2 separate regions of the Mus musculus genome follow, and region 1 is linked to region 2. Evidence: chromatin contacts called from public Hi-C data. All regions are on one chromosome and are shown on one strand. The core of a region is the stretch at or near the end of the contact, and the rest is flanking DNA. Distances in the headings are between cores, read along the strand shown.

Region 1 (5,738 bases), core at 858-3,357, 140 kb after region 2:
AGCATCAGCAGATGGGGCCCTTGGTTCCTTTGAAGAATAGCAGGGATTGAATTTTGTTAATGTCTGGTGGGCTGCAGGAATTTTTCTTGTTGCATTTACAGCATCTAACATTTGCACTCTTTATAGCATACACACCTTTGCTTAATTGAGAAAAGAAATAGCTCATTAGTGACACAAAGGCCCTTGTCCCCATTCCCGTTCCACCCTTCTGTAGGGAAAACTTGGGTCTGCTTAGGGAGGGATGAGTACAGCACAGTACCCAGACAACAGCAAGCATCTCCGAAACAGCCAGGCAAGGCAAGGTCAAGGTTAATATTTCGAAGTCATGAACTTGCTGGGGAAGGATTTTGCTATATGGGACCACAGGTGACAATTCAATTGCACAGAGGTTATCCAGGTTTTGCGTGGTTTTCTTCCTCCTCACTCGAATTTCATGTTATGAAGAAGACACTGTGTGAATTGGCTGCTTCTTTAGCCCTTACCTGTGCTGATGATTTTCCTGAGTGATGTTTGTCGATAGTTCATAAAGAGAAAAACTGGTCCTCTAGCTCTTCACCCGTTCAAGTGGGTGAGTTTCAGCTTCTCCCAAGTGAGAGCCTTTCGCACCTGAAATGGAACAGCCCTCGGAGGGAAGAATATTCTCTCGTGGGCAGAAGAGGTGACAATACTGGGTCCTCCTGGCGTCTTCCCTTGATTTCCTTGCTCTTCAGAGTTAATCACTGTTTCACTCAGCCTCTCCTCTCCTCAGAAAGGGGTTGATCCAGAATTTTAGTTTTCATCAAGTATCATAGATAACCCCAGGGAAAAAGTATTTCTTATTTGTGAAACTTTGGTATGTTTACACATAATTCAATATACTAACCACATCTTCGATTAGTATGATTTAATTTATAGATCGAAAACATCTTCCTTAGCATCATTAATATTTGTGTTGTAAATAAGCCCCATGCTTAGGCAGATCTGAACAGCAAACTTAACAAACAATACTCCAGATATATCACTATAGGAGAGAAAAATGGGTGGGTTTTTTTGGTTTGTTTGTTTGTTTTCTTTGTTTTTGTTTTTACATGCTATGTTCACAGGACTAGGACTGTGGTCCAGTATTAGCCACTTCTCATGGACTTGTATTTTAGACTGAAAGACCATCTATATATTTTAAAGAATATTACAATGCACACATTCCTAAGTTCAAGTCTTAAATAGCTTGTAAATCAGGAGGAATGAAGTGTCTTTGTCTATGGTGTTCTCTGTCTTTTTATAAATTTGCAGCCTAATGTGGTAAACGAGGATACAGTTTGCAGATTTTGGACTTAGAGTTTACACTGATGAAACTAGTGTGTTACTTCTGGGCAGAGAGGATGTTTGCCTGTGGTTAGCCCGAAGCCAGTTTTAGGGAGGAATTGTTCAATTCTTCCCTCCTTTTGTGCTGACATGCTAAGTGATATATACGGAAATTGTGTGTGTGTGAGACTTGTGCCTTCATCTAAAGGACTGCTTGTGGGCAAATTTCATTAGTACTTGATTAGTACTTGCGCTAATTAAGCCAGGCACAATTTTGCCTCCGGTCTTCCTATGATGAGTTAAAGCTGGACTGAAAATGTGGCCCTAAATGCATGCATTGGAAGCCCATAAGCCCATATAATCCCACAGAGAATTCTCACTTGACTCCTCCATTAAGGCTCTGAAAAAGTAGAACAGAGAATACTCCCTTTCCAGTGCAATCCGAGTTCACTCGGATCCGCGATATGCTAATGTTTAGATTAAGCAGATGGTGAGGAAGGCGGTCGTTAGTTGAGGATTGTTTTTCTCTTTCTGCATATTATTTCCAAACAAACACTTTAAGAGGTAAGTGTGCTGCCTCCTCCCTTTGCTTCTTCCTGAGTGAAAAATGAAAGAAAGAAGAGCAGAGCTGCTTGGCTGTGACTGCCATTCTGTGTGTGCCCACACGTGCCCAGTTAATTGGGCTGTGGTAAAAAGTGGTTCCATCGCTTTGGTGAGAAAGCTTTGCTGTTTTTGCTATTTCAGAGGGAAAAAAAATGAGTTGTGTCCAGGATGAGGCAAGGAAGGAAAGGAGGTGGATTTGAAAGCAAAAGCTTCTTGGAGAAGAGAGCAGACACTGAGCCTCTTTCTGTATCTCTGAGATCTTTCAGGGCTTGTCAGCACTGACCCTGATCCCCACTTTTCTCTGACACCCTCCTCTGCCTCTTCCTCTTCCTTGTTTGGTTCTTCCTCTTCTCCTCCGCCTCATCACCCTCCTCTCTGTCCTTCCCTACTTCTCTTTCTCATCTTCCTCCTCTTCCTTGTCCTCTTCTTCCTCTCCTTCCACATCCTTCCTTATCCTTACTCTTTCTCTACTACCTTTTGAGTTTGCCAAAGTTATTTTTTACATAATATGATGTGTTTTAGTAACTTTATTAAAAAAAAAAACAAACAACAATCTTGGTAACCTTCAGAATTCCTCTAAGCTTGTTCACATTCTCGCAAATCAGAAGGTGCAGTCTAAATATCAGGGTCTATCATTTAGAGAATCACACCTCTTTAGGGCCAGCACTAGATATCTCTTTATCTCAATCCATTTTTCTTTAAACAGAGATTTTCTTTAGGATTTCGGAGTGCTGGCAAAACAAAAGAAAGAAGGAAAAAGAAGAGCTCGACGTGGAGTCGAGAGGAAAATGGGGAGAGAAAAAGAATTGGGTAAGTGTTGTTTGCTTTGTTTCAAAGGCAGTTTCCTTTCAGGATTTCTCTGGAGTTTACAAAAATGTTTAGCTGCCTTTAATTGTGTTTAGATACTAGACTGACATTTCTTTGCCCCAACAGTTAAGGAACATAGGCTCCAGGGCAACTTGGCTCACCTGAATAAAGCAACCAATTCTACAATTCCACCTTTAGCTAGGCTGCCCTTCATTGTTCATCTAGGACAAGGACCACTCTCCACGAAGTCCAGCTCTTAGTGGTCCAGGGATTTCACTCCCATCCCGAGTGTTCAGGAGAATCACTTACCAACTGCCTAATGTTTGATACTTTGTCAACACTTCCTTCCTCAGTAACTTATTCCCCTTGACTTCCAAAGACCAGATGTCTAGATTGCTCATATACTGGTTGGTATAGGTTTCATTTCTTCCCTTTTTAACAATGATTCTCAGAAGTGAGGCTTTCAAAGGTGATCTTCACTTTCTTGCTTCTCCTTTACGTGGCATGTCTCTCTCTCTCTCTCTCTCTCTCTCTCTCTCTCTCTCTCTCTCTCTCTCTCTCTGTGTGTGTGTGTGTGTGTGTGTGTGTGTGTGTGTGTGCATGTGAAAGCCAAAAGCCAACATTATCTTTCCCTACATAGCCATGATATTTTTGGAGGTAGCCTTCTTACTGAACCCAGAGTTCATCAATTAGACTGGCTTCGAGGGAGTTTGCCAGTCCCTGCTTACCCCTTGATTCCTGGGGGTTATAGATGTTCCTCAGTGCCCACAGCTTTTGTATGGATCCTGGGCATCTGAACTCAAGTCCTCTTGGATGACATCCATTTTACCTAGTGAGCCCTCCCCATCCATCCTCTTATTGATTCTTGCCTGTATGTATGTGTATGTACTCTGTGTGTGCATGAGGAAGTAGGAAGTGTTGAGGTAGGTGTCCAACCCAAGGACTTACACTCAGCTCTAACCCCAGCCCCAAATTTGAAAAGCCATTCATTCTTTCTAACTTCTAGTCCATCAAAGAGACTCTTAGTCTTGACAAGGTAGCAGTGTCTTAGTATGGGCGCCATGGCTCTCAGTTTTCTTCTTTTTTTCTCTTCTCTCTTCTCAGCAGTACTTGTCGCCACACAGTATTATTCAGTCTTTTGTAAGAAACTTTCTCCTTTGCATGGTGATACATTCTTGTTCTCTCTTTTGGTAAGAAACCAATATCTATCATGTCCACTCTGTAAAACTCTTGGTGCTGATCTGGTATACCATGATTATCATGTCTTTTCTTGTAGATGTAATGTGTACAGTGTGTTAACCACTTAACAGAGGTAGCTTTTTAGACCTAAATTAATTTAAATCAACTAGAAATACATTTTTTCCAGGTACATTGTCACATTCTAAGTACTCAGTGTCTATGTGGGATGGGTGGCTGTCATACTACACAGTGTGGTGTTTAGTGCGCTCCCACCATTGCTGAGAGCTCAGCCAGTCTTTGCTATTCTCGAGGCCAGGATCATGCAAGTCATAAAATCATCCAGAAATTTGGCAATGATTTGTTCATTCCCTCTACAGTACTAAAACATACATTATGTAAAAAAGAGTAGAGTGAATTAAACCTGTAGGGTTAGTGATGAGCAGATTTCAACACGAATCTTCTGTAGCTCTTGACAGCTGCGTGTCAAAGGCAAAGGCTCCACACACTTTGCTTCTTTGCATCTCAGTTTTCATAACTGTAAAATGGGTGACTAGGGACGCCTTCAACATGGGGCTACTGTATAAAATTGAGAGATTGATATAGAGAGATTGATATAGAGAGGTTCACATAAAGCAAGATGTTGATAAAGATAGCTGTCATTATTGGTCTTCCTCATGTGTGTTCCTTCACAATGGAAGCACATGGGTTTATAAACATCCTTGTTTCACGTCTCCCTAGTTTTGTGCCTGTTGCTGTGCTAAAATATCCTGACACAAAACAGTTTAGGAGAAGAAAGGTTTATTTAGTACACAATCCCAGGTTATGGTCCATCATAGCAAAGAAGTCAAGGAAAGTATCACAGACTTGACACAGCTAGTCAAATTACATCTGTACTCAAGAATAGAGAGATGAGTGTATGATGCTTGTCGTGGTTCTTAACTGAGTTTCATTATTCAGATAGCCCAGGACCCCAAACCTAGAGAAGGATGAGCCCACAGTAGATTGTGTCTGCCCAAGTCAACTGATGTGATCAATAATCTCTGAAAGATTTGTCCCCAGAAGAACCTGATTTAGACAATTCCTTGTTGAGAACTTCTCAGGTAATTCTCAGTTGTCAAATTGACAGTTTAAAGGGTCACAGATTCTAGGAGACTGCTCATAAGAGCATTGGAATGAGAGACTTTTAACGACCAGAATTCATCAGGAAAAGTTTATTCCTGAATGGAATCATATGTTTACCACTGTAACATGAACATCTATCATGATCAGAGTCCAAGAAGGTTGGTTTGAGCAGTTTCTCTCAGGAGTGGTGCATTCCCCACAAACATTAGTGACAACCATGTGGCCTCCTTAGGCTGAGAGCTCTGGGCCATGCTGTTGTGTTTTACCCAGTTGCAAAGAGTGCCCTATGCTCCTGAAATGGATTGTATAGATTTCTTTGCAATGGTACTTCCAGTTAGTGTCCTAGAACATGGGTGGATATAAACACAGTTTCTAATCGACATACCCAGAAGGCTGGAAAGCTAACTGACTCATCTTTGCAGGGATGACAGCTTCTGGAAAAAAAAAAAAACTCTTCTACAAGTGCATGTCACTGGCAGTTTGACACCTGTGACTCACTGTGCTCTACAAGCATGAATTTGGAAATTCCTTTAGGAGGCATTTCCATGTCACAAAGTTCTAGAATAGCTGTGTTCATCATGTGTCATCTCACTTGTCATTTCCTTGTGGGGGACAGTCAGTCCAGGTCTATGGTGGATTCCGTGAAGAAAACTGGCATGCCACATAGAAAGTAGTACCATAGAAAGTGGCTTTGCCACACCTGTATAGGGACTTGCTAATTTTATCAGAGTCACAACCCAGTAAAC
Region 2 (5,177 bases), core at 686-3,185:
TAGGGAGGCAGCCATGAAACCATGCTGAAGGTTCAAATCCCACCTAACTGAACAACCACGGACCCTCATCAGGAGGGTGGCATGCATTACGGATGTGCCACAGACCGAGGATCAGAGAGCTCCAGTTGTCTTTACCTGTGTTTGTGCTGCTGGAATTCTGCCTGTCCAAGGTCTGACCGGATTCAGGATGCTGCATCCCATAGTGGGTGGAGCAGACTTGGTGTGGCCAGGCCCTGGCCTGCTCACCTCGCTTCCTGGAGCTTCCAGCAGCTTACAGTTCACCTTACCATGGCCCTGCCTTCCACTAGCTCACCCTGGGAGGAGGCCTGGGCTTGCTTCCTCAGATGGTGCACACAGACTCTTTCTCTCACAGGTCCTTCTGGAGTCTTATTTCTGTTCTGTGCACATGGCTTTTTCCTGTGGCGGCTTCCTCGGTGTGATTTTGGCTCCTCTGAGATGCCGTACAAGCTGCCATTTTCTCTCCACCGTCCTCAGTTTATTCCGTTATTTTTCTACAGAGTCTGCGCGCTCTCTCTGGCTTGCCTAGGGTCCCCAGCGCTGGAATCTCTAAACTGGTTTTAGTGCCCGCATCTTCCTACATAACCCTTCTCATACCGCACTAATTTTCTTGAAATGCTGTTGAGGATGCGTCCAGGAGGTTGGAGGCGAAGGTCCAGGGGCAGGGGGACCTGGAGTGTGGTGTTAGCCCTCAAGCCAGACAGGGTGGTCATTTACCTTTTCTCTCTGTTTACTTCCACATAAATCGAGGAAGTTCCTTCTGGCTCAAAGTTTCATGATTCTAGAATTTCTCTGCACTTACAGAAGGGGATTAGGGAAACCTACAGTGTGATTGTTTGCACCGGGGAAAATCGAACCTAACAAATGAGCCAGTCACTTAGCAGAAGAAACTAGAGGTTTATTTGATGGTGGCGCCACAAAAAGAAAAGCACGTGATCTGAGGCTTAGAGAGGCATGGCGGCCCTTCTGACCCAGGAGCAAGTCAGTGGTTTATTGCCGTGGTTAAAGCTGGTCTGCTTAAATAGATTCAATTGCACTTTGACACAAACTCTTCTCTGCTTTTCCCAACTCAGTACCCGGTTTTAAAGATCTGTTTCTCAGATGTCTCGAATGTTTCCATTCCACCATAATGGAAAATAATCGTGACCTTTCTTTTAAACAAAAATCACTGCGCTGTAGATACAGGAAGCGAACAAAAATAACACCGTGTTTTGCATGGCTGACATGGTATATCTGAGGCATAAAACACTGCCCACTATAAACATATGAAAGCCGAGTCAGTTCTGTTAGGTCCAGGCTATGATCGATTGCAAACTAGGAGTTGTAAAGCAAGCGTCACTCTGGAACCATGGTTTATTAACAGTTTTATTTTCCCGAGACAACTTTTTCTCCTAGCAAGCCGGGAAAGTGAGACACTCATCTGGGGGAGGGAAGAAGTGTGGGCTCTCACCAAAGTTACTCTCCTAGAGTCCACACAAAATGTATTTGGGCCTGGCAGAAACATACGCTTATCCCAACCTGCAAAATGTTATTTTGATTAACGGGCAGCAGAAAAGAGCCCAGAAAATTTCTGAGCTGTCCTTTCTTTGGTGGGTGGGTGGGAAGACGAATTTTGTCTCCTATTCTTTCCTAATGGGATATTAAAAGTGTTTAATAACCTCATCTTTTCAAGGGCCGTTATTTTATTTATTTATTTTTTCTGTGATGGAGGTAAAGAAGGGCCTCAGAAGCGCCCTTGTTCCCTGTTCTCTGTCTCCCAGATCTCTGCCTCTTGGGCCTTCCAGCCCCCTCTCCTCTTCCATCCTGAAAACAAATGCCCAGTTCACCCCCAAATCTGGATCTCATGTAGATGCGAAGGCTCGGAGTCTGCAGGTGCATTTGAATCACGCAGCACCCTGTGCAGCCGCCCTGCCAGCGTGGGATGGGGCGCGGAGACGCGCGGATATCGTGGGCTGCAGGGCAGCAGTGAAGCGGTTAAGCGGCAGCCGGCGGGCGAGCGGGCGGGCGGGCGGGCGAGCGGGCAGGGCGGAGGCGCGGAGGAGCTGCGCCCGCGGCAGCCCCAGCGGCAGCTGCGGCGAGAGGCGCGGGGAGCGAGCGGGCCGCGCCCAGAGACCCGCAGAGAAAGGGCAGCGCCGCCGCCGGCTGCCGGCCTCGGCGCGGTTAATCACGCGCTCCCCTCTCGCTGCTGATTTGCGAGAGCAGATTAATCAGAGAGCGCGGCTTGATGAAATTTGCTGTTATTGTGCCCATTTTTAGCAACATCTTTTATTATCTTCATTATTCATTTACAGGGGACCGGCATCAATTATGCAAATGAGTTCACAGACTTTGCAGATTACTTCATTTGCCGCTATTGTTTGTGGAAATTTAATTATTAAATATTATTAAGCTTGCGTTTTCTTCAATTTTCCAAGGCTTAGTTTCATTTGATTTTTCCTCCAGCTGCTCGTCGCTCCTTTCGGTGCCAAAACACTTCCTCATCAAAGCGGCTCTGGCATGTGAAGACCAAATAAAATCTCCTCAATTTAATAATTTTGATGTTAGTCCCTTGTTCTCAGCTGCTTGCTCAAAGCAATGCAGAGAGGAGCGCAGAGCACATTCAGTTTAATGAGCAGAAATTGAATTCAAGTTTGTTCGGAATTGACTTCAATTAAGCAGAGTCTTAATGATAAATTAATCTCTTTTCTTTATTCCCTAGAATTTGTTTTTCAAAGTAGGAAATTGGACTACATTGAAAGACCAAATAAAGAATACCAATTTTAACTAGATCATGGAGCTGATAGCAAAATTTAATTCTTTATAGTAAGGTACTTGGACAAATAGCATTCTTTCTGTGGCGTGTATTATAATTTATATTCATTGTTACCACTTACACATCCGTGGCGTGGATAAAATGGCAGTTGAATTAAATATAGGCTTGTAATAGACTTCAGAGTTTTAATCTTTATTAAGAAACTCTAATTGAATGCATAATTAGCTTCAGACTTTGGGAAATTTGGTTTAATATCTGGGTGAACTGAAAACATTGATCAGGAATTTTAAGGCGATTCTCTCAAGTGAGGGTTTTTTTTTTTTTTTTTTGAAGAGAAATGATATGGCCATGTTTAAAAATGGCATTTCAAAATCGAATGGAGGGGCAAGGAGTTAGGTTCATCCTGTGTTGTTAGGGACAGACCTCGGGGGCTTCCTTGGAACCAGAGCCAATACTGGCAATTTCAAGTTCCTCTTATTAAAATCGCTAATGTTCCTTCAGGCCACCAAATCCATTATCCTGGTGCAGACCCCCCTGAACATCAAACTCACAGCGGCTTGGGGATTTTAATGAGGATGTCCATATTGATTGTATTTCTACACTTGTTTGGGTTCCCCCTCCACTGTAAAAAATGCACCTGATTGTTTTTTCTTTTCTCCTGAATCATGGATCATCTTTTTTTTTTTTTTATTGGAACATGTAGAGAATAATTCTCCATGCTCCAGCCCGCAAAGCGCTCTATCTACATATGCCAAACGTTATTATTGCAGCTCCTTCAGGAGTGACCTTAAGAGAGAGATTGTTTGTTCCAAAGAACTTCAAGCTGTTCACTGTGGTCTATTCATAGTCACAGATTTAAAACCCATCAGTGATTGGAAATACATCCAGACTATGTGCTGTGTCACAGAACTCACAGGTTCCCTCTCCCTGCCCCCTGCTCTTTCCAAATATTCATTTTATTACTCTCGGACACTCAGACACAGTGCGTGCAAATTCTACTTTGCTGTGAATTTTAAATGGAATGAAATGTGATAGAGGTTATCTTCCTCGTGTGACAGTATTGTACCCTTACTTTCAGTGCCGTCCAGACTCTACTCCATCATTGTAAGAATTAAAGATTTATATAATAATAGAATTTTAAAACTGAAGTCCTCTTTAAGAAAATCACCTAGCCCATAGCCCATGTTTTATAGATGACGAAACTGAGTCCCGTAAATGTTACACAATTTTCCCAAGGCCACAGATTCAGTGAGAGGTAGGGTGGGGACGAAAATGTGCAGATAGGTTAACTTCTGGACCAAAGAGGACCCTCCCCACACTTTTCAAGGCTGCTTATAAGTTGTATAGCGACAGCTTTGAGTAAATGGAAACTAGCTTTAAAAAGACAGGAATTAATTTATTGTCTTGTTCAAACTGGGAAATATATTGATTAAAGTGCATAAAAGCACATACAAACACAGTAAGCTTATTTATTTGGGACTTAGACAGTTGGGGAGCCTAAATAATGGGATCGTTTTGTGCTTTCCTTTTTAGTGAGAGAGAAACAAATGAAAAGTTAATAGGCTAGTGTGAGGTTTTGTGTTGTTTTTTTGTTATTTATTTATTTATTTTTAAAGCAAAGCCACTCCAGAAACATTGCTACATTGTAGGGGCTGTATGTACTGAGTCCTGGGTTTTGTAGTGGGGTTTGGCAACATTTTAGGTATCATATACCCAGTAATTTTTAATTCCATCTCTTAAGAAATGGTGTAACCCCAGCCTTCTCTCATGTGGTTGCAATCATTTATTTGGTTAGCCTGACAACTGGGCAGTTTGCCAAGTCTTGAAAACCGGAAAAGTGGTAAGCTTAGGAAGGAGGTCACAACCAAGCCGTATGAGACAGGAAAGGTGTGAATATTGACAGTGTGAAATAAGGGTTTAGTGTGTATGAAGGCAGGGGTGGGCAGGGACCAGTGACTGGGACCAACCCCTCCTGCTGGTTCCTCACATGGATTTGGATGATGTTGCAAAATTGAGGATGGCTGTGGGATGGGATGGGCCGGCACAGGGAGGTTTTTACCAGGCAGAGTGTGGCAGGTCCCTGTGAGAGAGCCTGGGCTTGGCTGATGCTGTGAGCCGGAGCTCTAGGGTCCTGCAAAACCTGGGTCGGAACCATTTCTGTACAAGGTTAAGGATAGCCTTTATCTTTGTTGTCTGGGTTTGATGGCAGATGTTTAGGCAGCTTTAACCGTCATGCAGATGTTACTGGGCATAGTGTGCTCATTTTCAGCTCTTGTTAACTAGTTTTTTAGAACAGCAGTAGTGTGTAGTTATAGTGTAAATCAGGCTAGAGGGACTTGGAGGGTAGATGGAGAACATGACATGGGAGGAGGGAAGGAAGAAAGACTGGGCATTGGCGAGGGTAGGA

The links. Hi-C and Micro-C count contacts between places; a contact is called where the count stands out from the background.
Region 1: a Hi-C map of cerebral cortex shows a contact between it and region 2, with 2.5 times the contacts expected there. The contact joins the promoter of A830019L24Rik here to the enhancer-like site in region 2. A contact is called at or near these places in 1 of 39 promoter capture datasets (hippocampal neurons), 6 of 484 Hi-C or Micro-C datasets (bone marrow-derived macrophages, cerebral cortex, cortical neurons and 2 more) and 1 of 115 datasets of contacts at active chromatin or transcription factors (forebrain).

Annotation. Positions count from the first base shown.
Region 1 is chr3:143,240,948-143,246,685 of GRCm38.p6, forward strand. A830019L24Rik (RIKEN cDNA A830019L24 gene) reads left to right here and starts at 2,108. Exons shown (of 4, transcript NR_040551.1): 1 at 2,108-2,492; 2 at 2,591-2,694.
Region 2 is chr3:143,098,911-143,104,087 of GRCm38.p6, forward strand. No RefSeq gene overlaps it. Among named protein-coding and RNA genes, the nearest start is that of 4930519L02Rik, 71 kb to the left of the region's middle. Within about 2 kb of position 1,936, at least 60 of the 459 cell types and tissues checked have an H3K27ac peak or open chromatin away from gene starts, as enhancers often do. A contact at or near this core is called in cerebral cortex, cortical neurons, forebrain and 2 more, where this site is marked.